Regions from separate parts of the Danio rerio genome. Here region 1 is linked to region 2. A link is a contact called in public HiChIP or PLAC-seq data. All regions are on one chromosome and are shown on one strand. Each heading gives the region's core, a stretch centred on a gene start, on an enhancer-like site or on the middle of the called end of the contact. The rest is flanking DNA. Distances are from core to core; before and after follow the strand shown.

Evidence for each region. HiChIP or PLAC-seq counts read pairs in DNA pulled down with a chosen protein or histone mark.
Region 1: a contact with region 2 is called in an H3K4me3 HiChIP or PLAC-seq map of embryo, with 8 times the contacts expected there. The contact joins the promoter of ntn1b here to the enhancer-like site in region 2. A contact is called at or near these places in 6 of 18 Hi-C or Micro-C datasets (caudal fin, embryo and hematopoietic stem cells) and 2 of 4 datasets of contacts at active chromatin or transcription factors (caudal fin and embryo).

What each region holds. Positions count from the first base shown.
Region 1 is chr3:24,543,838-24,548,880 of GRCz12tu, reverse strand. It overlaps ntn1b (netrin 1b), which reads left to right and starts at 1,988. Exons shown (of 6, transcript NM_130998.1): 1 at 1,988-3,002. The coding sequence starts at 1,988. All of the region lies in intron 4 of pik3r6b (phosphoinositide-3-kinase, regulatory subunit 6b), which reads right to left.
Region 2 is chr3:24,396,055-24,401,397 of GRCz12tu, reverse strand. The region is part of intron 4 of usp43b (ubiquitin specific peptidase 43b); the gene reads left to right. Among named protein-coding and RNA genes, the nearest start is that of pik3r6b, 47 kb to the left of the region's middle. Within about 2 kb of position 1,962, at least 3 of the 62 cell types and tissues checked have an H3K27ac peak or open chromatin away from gene starts, as enhancers often do.

The sequences.
Region 1 (5,043 bases), core at 739-3,238, 150 kb before region 2:
CAGCTTAAATATTTTCCTTACTTCTCTTCTGCACTAAAACAAACGGGATGAATTTTAATAAATGTGAAACTTGAAAATATTATATTTATATTCTATTATATGAAGGAAATTGTATGTAAAAATAAATTAACAAAAAGTGTTGTTTAAAACTATATAAAAAAACTTTTATATTGTGACAAAATATTGCAAATACTATCTGACATTTCTAAAACATTTAAAGACACATTTTAATACATTTTTAGTACATTTTAATATTCGTTTAATAATTTATGTTGGATGTCAACATTTTGTGCATCTGCTACTATGTGTTACATACAGTGACCTGACCTATCTGGTGGCACTGAAAAGAAGAGTTAGATTAAAAGCTGATTTTAAAACATGAATGAAGATAGATCTTGGTTCATATAATGTTAAATAGTTATGATGTTTCCTGAGTAATAAAACCTTATAAAGCAGACAGTGATTTGGAAGCTGATAAAATTAAATGCATTCCACAAATAAATTTCTCATGGGCTACAAGCTAGCTGCTTAATTAATCAAAACACTTTTAATAGAACAGAAGCATATTCCTTTATTTTACAAGACATTTCCATCAACTCTAAACAACATCAATATGTATAGCCAATAGGCCTAAAAACAGGTAAAATACCCGTAAGATGCACTGAAAATTATTTCACATTAATACATTCTGTCACATTTTATGATTTTTTAGCGAGAGCAAATATAAAGCGATGAGCTACTCTGATCTGATTATTCCTTATTCTACCACGAGATGTCGCTGTTTCTTTACTGTGATGAACCCAGAATCAACAAGCGCGGATCACGGTGGGTGGCCAAAAGAGTTTGCGTAAGCAGAACTGCGCCTGGAATTTAATTCACATTTATGATCTGCATATGCTACTTATTTCCGTTTCCATGGATTAAACGGAGCATCCAGTAAGATGATTAGTGTTTGAAAATGAATATGCAATACACAATATTGCAAAAGTTTGTCTGTCTGTCCGTCCGTCTATAAGTTTATTAATTTATATGGATTTACGTAGGATGAAATTCAATGTATTCACCCATTGTCTGCTGTTTAAATTGATTTATTCAGGGGACTTTCTTTGCGGTATTTTAAATAAACGATTTGCCCCAAACAATGAATTAGTGATGAATCGAGACTCTTTATTTATTCACTTTCCCAGAGTTTTTAAATAATAAAAAGTTAGTTTCATTCGTGCTTGTCCTCAACACCAACCTCTTATTTCTAATGAAGATGCTTTATATAGCCTGCAGTGGTGTCACTCAATGGAAAATATACATTGGATCCTATCATAAAAACTAAAGTTATGCCGTTTGTTTCAAAATAACGAGCTATCTCTGCGTTCAGCTTGTACCTATTTATTTGAACCAAAACTCTTTCCAAACACACTGCCAAATACACGATTTAAAGAAGTTTCATTCTCACAGACAGTCAAAAGTTCCCCTATAATTAAGACTAACTCAAAATGCAACTACATAAGAATGTCATTGTGCCTGCACACAGGGCAATAAAGTGCTTTACTCGTGCAGAATGGCAAATGACTGAACCCCCTTCCTATTGAAGAGAGCAGAAAGAGAGAAGGGCTGAGCTGCGACACTCACTCACAGAGAGGCAGAGGTGTGAAAGAGTTAGGCAGAGGAAGAAAGGCAGACTTGGAAAGTAATAGCAGGTTTTCTGTTTCATATTGCTTGAAAGTGGGGAAAGAGATTACAACATATCCGGGAGAGAGAAAAGAAAGGGAGAGTACCCTATAATTTCTCTTTTAGACGGGTTTGACATACTTCTCCACCCGGGTGAAGCAGTCTCTTTGAGGTATAGTGATTGTGTCTTGTTTTGAGTAAAAGTAAAACTCTTTGCGCACACATTTTTAAACAATGCAGGCATGCAAAATTACTTTGAATGATCTTTTTTTTCTTTGTTGACTAGTGCAGGTTCAGGGACCCCTGAGGACCACGGGTTGCAATGATAAGGATTTTGGTAACGTGCGTCTCCATGGTGTCCATCACCTCGATGGTGTCCGGTGCTCGCGGTGGATACGGGATGAGCATGTTCGCGGCTCAGTCCTCTCCTCCGGACCCGTGCTACGACGAGAACGGGAACCCCAGACGCTGCATCCCCGACTTCGTGAACTCCGCTTTCGGGAAGGACGTGCGCGTGTCCAGCACCTGCGGCTCTCCTCCGTCGCGCTACTGCGTGGTGACCGAGAAAGGCGAGGAGAGATCGAGGGACTGCAACATCTGCGACGCCACAGACCCCAAAAAGACCCATCCGCCCGCATACCTGACAGACCTCAACAACCCTCATAACCTCACCTGCTGGCAGTCGGAGAACTACGTGCAATACCCGCAGAACGTGACTCTGACTCTGTCTTTGGGGAAGAAGTTTGAAGTGACTTATGTGAGCCTCCAGTTCTGCTCTCCTCGCCCCGAATCCATGGCCATCTTCAAATCCATGGACTATGGGAAAACCTGGGTGCCTTTTCAGTTCTACTCAACCCAGTGCAAGAAAATGTACAACAAGCCCAGCAAAGCTGCCATCACCAAGCAGAACGAGCAGGAGGCGATCTGCACGGACTCTCACACGGACATGCAGCCGTTAACCGGCGGCCTCATCGCGTTCAGCACGCTGGATGGCAGACCGTCCGCGCACGACTTCGACAACTCGCCCGTCCTGCAGGACTGGGTCACGGCCACCGACATCAAAGTGACCTTCAACCGGCTGCACACGTTCGGGGATGAGAACGAGGACGATTCGGAGCTCGCCAGGGACTCGTATTTTTACGCGGTGTCTGACCTGCAGGTCGGTGGACGGTGTAAGTGTAACGGGCACGCGTCGAAGTGCGTGAAGGACCGGGAAGGAAACCTAGTGTGCGAATGCAAGCACAACACTGCGGGACCAGAGTGTGACAGGTGTAAACCCTTCCACTACGACCGGCCCTGGCAGCGCGCGACTGCCAGAGAGGCGAACGAGTGTGTCGGTGAGTCATTTCTAAACTAATTCAACAAGTGTGGATGGCTCTTTCTGAAAATACTTTACTACAGATTTCATTTATTTGTCCGAATCAAAAAAACACACACACAAAGAATTTGTCTAGGTGACAGGTGCTTTCAGAGCAGAAAAAGTGTAAGACAAAAAAAATAAAAAATACAAAACACAAAGCTAAAGAATATTTATGAAGAGTTCAGATGCAAAAAACCTCTAAATGCGTCTGAAAATTTCTTCTAAAATGAGCATTTTAATCAGGCTCAATGGGTTTAGTAAATATTAACACTTTATGACAAAGAATATGTAATTTTCATGGTTTTTAAGGTAAAATAACTGAGAGAAATGTTCATTTTACTTGAAAACCACAGATGGCAGGTAATATATATATATATATATATATATATATATATATATATATATATATATTACTAAGAGATAAAATGAATTTACACACATATTATTTACATTATTTACAGATCATGAAATTACAGAATATTGTTCTGAAAAGTATTGCCTACAATTTATTTCTCAGGCAATACCTTTCCTGAACAATACATGCACTGTAAAAATGTTGGGTTCCTGTCCTTCAATTGCTTCAAATATCTGAACAAACAGTTTTAAAACAACCTTTACATCTATGGAACATTTTAATTCCACAAATGGTTCTTTTTAGTCTAAAAAGGCTCCTTAGATTATAACATGTTCTTCACACACAATGAAATAATGAAAAGCACTATATGATATTTGAAGAACGTCTTACTAAAAGCTATTTTGAAGAACCAAGTTTCTTGTATGGTAACAAAACCTTTTATTAGTGTGAATACATTCTGTGGTTTGATGAATGTTAATGCCAGTTTAGACTCCAGTAAAACCAGTAGAACCAAATTATTTTAAAAAATGGAAATAAATTAGTATGGATTCTTGATTAAATGTGTAACTCAGTAGATGCAGAAATCTACAAAATGTTTAAAAGATTGAATGAAAAAGTTTAAAGAAATCTGCATAATATAATAAAGCTATGAATGTAATACCATACATTTATTACATCTCACAAAGTAGAACTTGGCTTGTTTGCACTGTCAACCTTTAGTTTCATTTATTTATATTTTAATTAATTGATCAACTCATCAAAAGTGTAACAGAGAATCAAGTCATACTGTATATTATTTTCCTATTAGCTAACTGAATATTTCAACTTTCAATGAAAGGTCTAAAGAAGAGTCTTATGAACTTAAGAATTGCAAAATTCATTGCAAAAATTGCAGAAACTTTCACTTCCAAACTCAAATACACATTAGTTTCTTACAGTATCATGAGGCCAACAAAATAACTTTAATGCTTAAATGATCTTTATTCATATCTAAAATATCTACTATGGATTGATTTACCTTATGTTGTCAGAAAAAGCCTCTTCTTTACATAATTCACAATCTTAAAATGTAAAGGAACTTTATTGGCATTTGTTAGTTCCATGAAGAAACCTTAGCATCAACTCAAGCTTTATATTCCACAAAATGTTCAAAAAGGTTTAAGTTATTAAAATGTTCTTTAATCTCCTCACACACAAAATCTTCTTCAAGTAACCAAAATGGTTCTATATGGCATCATTTATGAACCCATATTAATAAAAGAGTCTACCTCAGAAAAACACACTAAATTTGACGATAATTATGTGGTCATTTTTCCACATTAACCTGTTGCCATTCTGTTTTTTTGTTAAATGAAAATGATAAGATTAAACTGTTTAGTAGATGCATTTATTTTAAAAACTGTTTACATGTTGTCCAGGCTAGCAGTCATTACAAAAAGTTATTGGGTTTAATGGTTGCATGGGTGTAACTGAGTTTGGAAGTGCCTTTCAACATCTATTCTGTGGAAGGAAGCATTCTGGAAGGAGAGATTTGCTGAAAAGGCTTGTCGTGTTTTTGCAAGGCAGGTGTCATTATCAGATTGAAGGCAAGATTACATCAGTGGTGTTGTTTGCTTTGGCAAGTTGAAAGTAAACAGCTTGTTTTTAGGATGAAATGTTAGCT
Region 2 (5,343 bases), core at 713-3,212:
CTGGAGATTTTAGTAAGAAATTAAAGTTAAATAAAAATAAAAAAAAACATTATTATTTACTGTATTTGGAAGTGCCGAGTTTATACTTCAATACTGTTAAATGCATGATGTTTCACAGCTAAAATAGTTCAGGTCTTGATCGCATTACAGTTCCATATCACTATGCTGAATGATGTTTCTTATGTTCTTATAATTCAACAGTCAATTATTGAATTCTTATTCTTATTGAATTCCTAAATACTGACATGTGTCTGCTGTCCGCAAATACAATGGTAAAATGGGCTAAAGACTTCAAATACTGCAAGGAATTATAGGAACAAAGTACTAATAATAATAAAAAAACTACTCGACAATGGAAGAAACATTGTACTTTGTCTTTTTACCTGCGTTTTAAATAAGTAGGCATAATTATGTTTCTGTTCTGTTGGCTTTTGTAGTGCTATACAATACAAATTGTTCTAGTACATCAATCAAGAGCAGAGGATTTCAAACTGAGATCCAGGGACCCCCAGAGGGTCAAAAAGGAAGTGCTCGGGGGTCTGTGGATGTGTTTGGAGAAAAAAACTAGCTAGCTAAATATATAAATAAAATTGATATAAATAAAACTTATTTTTAAAATCTGTTTTATGAAATTAACAAACAAATTGGACTAAAAGAACCAACAAACAATCAAATTAAAATAATTCATTAAACATTTGTAATTCAATAATTACATAAGAAGTTTAGGAAATGTTAAAATAACTTTAATCTAATCATTTTGATTACAGTAGCAATAAAACAAATCTTAATTTTAAAATAAATCATATACTTTACTAAAATAAAAAAATAACTACTGTAATTAGTAGAAAATTAGAGGAGAAGCACTTTAACATCGAGACCAGCAGCCTGTAAGTACATTTAAGACTTGTTTCAGTTGTTGTGTACTTTACAGACCTGAAACTTGCTTATAGCACTTATTCATTGTTGCTCTTGGTTGTGTAAATTGCTTCCTTGTCCTCATTTGTAAGTCGCTTTGGATAAAAGCGTCTGCTAAATGACTAAATGTAATGTAAAATGTAATGTAATGTAAGTGTAGAAAACAAAACAGATTTAACTTTATAGAAAGTTTTACGAACAAAATATTGTACCCGTTTTTAATTTCTTTTCCTTTTAATTTTTCTTTAGAGAATAAAAGTCTAAATAAATGTCCTCTATGGACAAGTTTTAATTAAAATTCAGCTGAAATAAAAACAATATCTACATTTTAAATAAAAATTTCAAACTTAAAAATATATATATTATAAATACTGCATTGACAACTGAGATAAAGTTAAGCACTCCTAAAGAAATAAATATAAATATTACAACTAAAGAACTAAAAATCGAGAAAGAAAAATAACGGTTACTTTAATACATTAAAAGTGTTTTTTTATTTAAAAAAATATATACAATTTACATAACAAGTATTAAAAACATAACTATTAAAATATATTGGAAATAAATAAAAGCCTAATACACCACTTCCATTTCTTCCAGAACAGCGCCTCCTTTTGGTTAAAATGCAATGTACAACTCAATTATCACTGCAAAACCAACAACCATATCTTTAATATACATAATAATATCAAATATCATAATAATATACATAATTTAATATCCATAGCATCTATACTTTCCCCATACTTGTTGATTCTGTTCTAGGCCTTCACATCAATCCATTCTGAGTAGTCTGTAGAGCGAAGAACAAACATTTCCAGATGATTTACTGGGGTTAAAGCATTCAGTGAGTTGAACAGAGATCTGTTTGATGAAGTCTAATAGTCTTTTGCTCTCCCACACAGAAGGGAATCTTGAAAAGTGAAGTTCTCTCTCAACTGAAAGTCGTTCTTTGTGTACAAGAGCCATTTACTGTTAAGCTCATTCCTACTCTGGAAAAGGTCAGTCCTTCTTACTGCAGGACAGCAAAGAACTTACTTTGTTGAGCACATTTTATGACTCTTTTTACGGTCATTTATCACACATGCTTATTGGGGTCTTCTTTTAAGCATATGTTGACTTGAATAGATTTTGTGCAAACAGATGGGTGGTCCGTACCGGATATGACCCCAGTGTGGCCCTTAAACTGCCCATTTCTGAGCAATATGAACTTTAAACTGGACAGAGGTATCAATACACATACAGTATAGCTGTTCCACTGTGCATTGCATATTCTGAATGAAAATATATTTCAAAATATTAACAGAGATACTTCTTTTCTTCCTTACATAGCACACCACTCAGAAACATAGATTTATAGTTTATGAAAAGGTTATTGAACAATATTTAAAATCTATGTGTTGCTAATGTTGTGCAAATAACACATTTTTATACATTTGGAGAAAATGCCAATGTAAATGACCTGGTAAGATTCGTTTTAAAAAAAGTAGTCAATACCTTTGTGTCTGAATAGTTTTTATGTATTTATTAGTGCCCATTATGATTTTGAATATACTTTTGTATTTATATTTTTTAATTTAATTTACAGTTTGATAAGTTTGCTGTGCTTCTTTTTATTAGGATGCAGATCTCATGTAACATTTGCAAGAAATTCTACAGTAAGAACTTTGTCAATGATTATTTGATGTATTTGTTGTGGAGTTACAATGATGAGTCTCACACAATGCCTTTACAAAGTTCACGGATGCACACACACACATACACACACACACACTGAATTTAACTTTGGAGTGTTTTTGCACACAAATGTGACAGGATACACATTAATATCCACGACTGTATGTATATCCGTTATGTTTTTATACAAAAACCTGATTTAATGTTTACAAACCAGGATTGAAGTGTCTTTTATAATTGTACTGACAGGTGGCTGTTGCGATAAAGATGGAAAAATTGCTGTAATTTATTACCAACGCACTGTTTTAAAAACATTTTTAACTTGTAAAACTCATTCTTGATCACATTTGATGATGATTGATGATCAGAGAGCTGAACAGATCTTTAACTCCATGCTGCTTTCTGCACGTCCTGTCTTGTTGATATGATTATACGGGTTACTAAGGATACATTTTAATACACGGCTATTAGATATAGATTTGTTGATTTAGATATATAACATAAGTGTGTGTGTGTATTATTTACTTTTTATTTTATTCCAAACAATTAAGATTAACTTCAATCGAAAAAACAAAAATGCATTCTCTTACCAAAATTAGTCAAGGTTTATCATAGTAAAAGTGTAGTATTTATTTGATTACAAGATGTATAATTTTACAACAAATTCTAGAGTTAGTGTGTAGAAAATCCAAGGCAACAGATTAACCATGTTTTTACTACATTAACCATGGAATATGTTGTTTATACCCATGGTAATCAATCAATCACAATGTTATTTTATTTCTATATATTTTTTAATGTATATTTTACTTGTAATAAAAACATGATTTATTTTTATATGCCAAAACAGCAAAAACATTCATAAACCACATCTATTTCAGTGTGCAATGTTCTAGCCTCTATAGAAGACGTTTAAAGCCATTTTCTGAAAGTACAGGCCACGACAGCAACATCTCTCAACAAACAATAGTGAATGAGGTCTTTTCTTGTACCTGTACTGAGTTACCACTAGAGGGAGTCCAAAGCCAATTCATATTATTGTGCATTTAATAAGTAGGCTATTCAGAATCATTTCAATTAAACTAAAGCTTCAAGCAGTTTTGATATTGAACCTCTTACCAATCCAAATACAAAATTAATTACTCTATTAAATCAAATTAACTTTTTGTCTGCCATATTTGAGACCCATGAGTTTCCCTGGACATCCAGTCAGATTTGAGATTTGGGTGCTTTGGTTTGAACTCAGGATTGACCATGTAATCTACTTAATGTTCAATGAGGGTATATCTGTGATATAAAATTGGTGATCTGTGTGCTGAGATATAAGAGGTTTTCATATTTTTTTTAGCATGGCAAAAGGATTAGATTGAAGTGTTCACCAGTGAAATATGCTGATAGTGAGAGTAAACATTCACAGTATGAGACGACAGGCACCCTTCTCAAAACCAATGAATTCAAAAACATAATAAATTCCCATCAAAGTAACAAACTGCTGCATGTAGAGTAAGTCAAACAACTGAGATCAAGCTGTAGAGCACATATAATTACACATGTTAGCTGTTTTATACAAGGAAACATCTTTGAAAATGAATGCATTAAAGAGATACAAATTTTACTTCACTCCCTAGTGGTTTAAGAAGATATTTTGAACATGTTGGCATTCTAAAAATAAAATGTGTTTTACATGCAGTAACACAAACCCAGTTGCCCAAATAGTGGTATGTTTGCAGTAAAATCAAGAATACAAGATTTGTGGATTCTCTTTAACCATTATTTAATTAACAAATGTAAAAATAAAAGATTTCCAATGGTTTGAATGAGCAAATAAATTCTATTCTAGAAAAATAAACTAATTTTTATTTCAATGGCTGCAACACTCTCCAAAATAGTTGGGACATTTGATGTCACATCATCTTTCCTTTAAATTAGGTTTATCTTCTAAAAATTAAGGATACTCACTGTTAAAGTTTTACAAGCAATTTTTTAACAAAGGACAAATGAAAGAAATCAGATGTGCTAGCAGTGATCATTGTTATTTGTTTCTCTTTTTCAAGACAGATCTTGACTTCAGGAAGGCCAGTCAAGTAAATTCACTCTGTAATTGCGAAACCACACTATTGTAGCATCTGCAGGATGAGACTTGATTTAATAACTGTTGACTTCCTATGAAAGATGTCATCTTGATGTCAGTAAATATTGCTGTACTGTCCTAAAATATGCCTCTTTGTCAACGGTACTAGTGCACACGTCATTAACTCATGCTGTTGGCTCTGCTGCTTCTAAACCTTAACATTTATTTAGCATCTGTCACTCACAAAAGTCTGGATGGTCCCTTTTGACAACTTTGTGTCTGTTGTTCTCAGAAACAAGTTGAAATATATGTACTCTTCTGAGACCAGTACACATTTGATGATCTGAGATCAGTTCAGCACACAACTGAGGTACAGCTTTCACCATGAGGAACAAAGACTGAAGTGGTATTTCTTGATGCAGCAGCAGACTTCTGGGATTCAGTTTTCTGAAGTTGTCTTGAGCTCACGCAGCTACATTTAAATAAAGCATCACTGTTTTTAGTGCAATGCAGACATCCCACCTCTCCCGGAAGATCCATTAGTATCTGGATGCAGCATTGATGATGTCAGACACATTTAATGGAGCTAGTGACGTTATTGTGAGGGGTAGGTAAAGGGGTGGGGTTAAGTGAGTACAATAAAAGGCATTGGATGCAGCTCAGATTGCACTGCAGCAGGT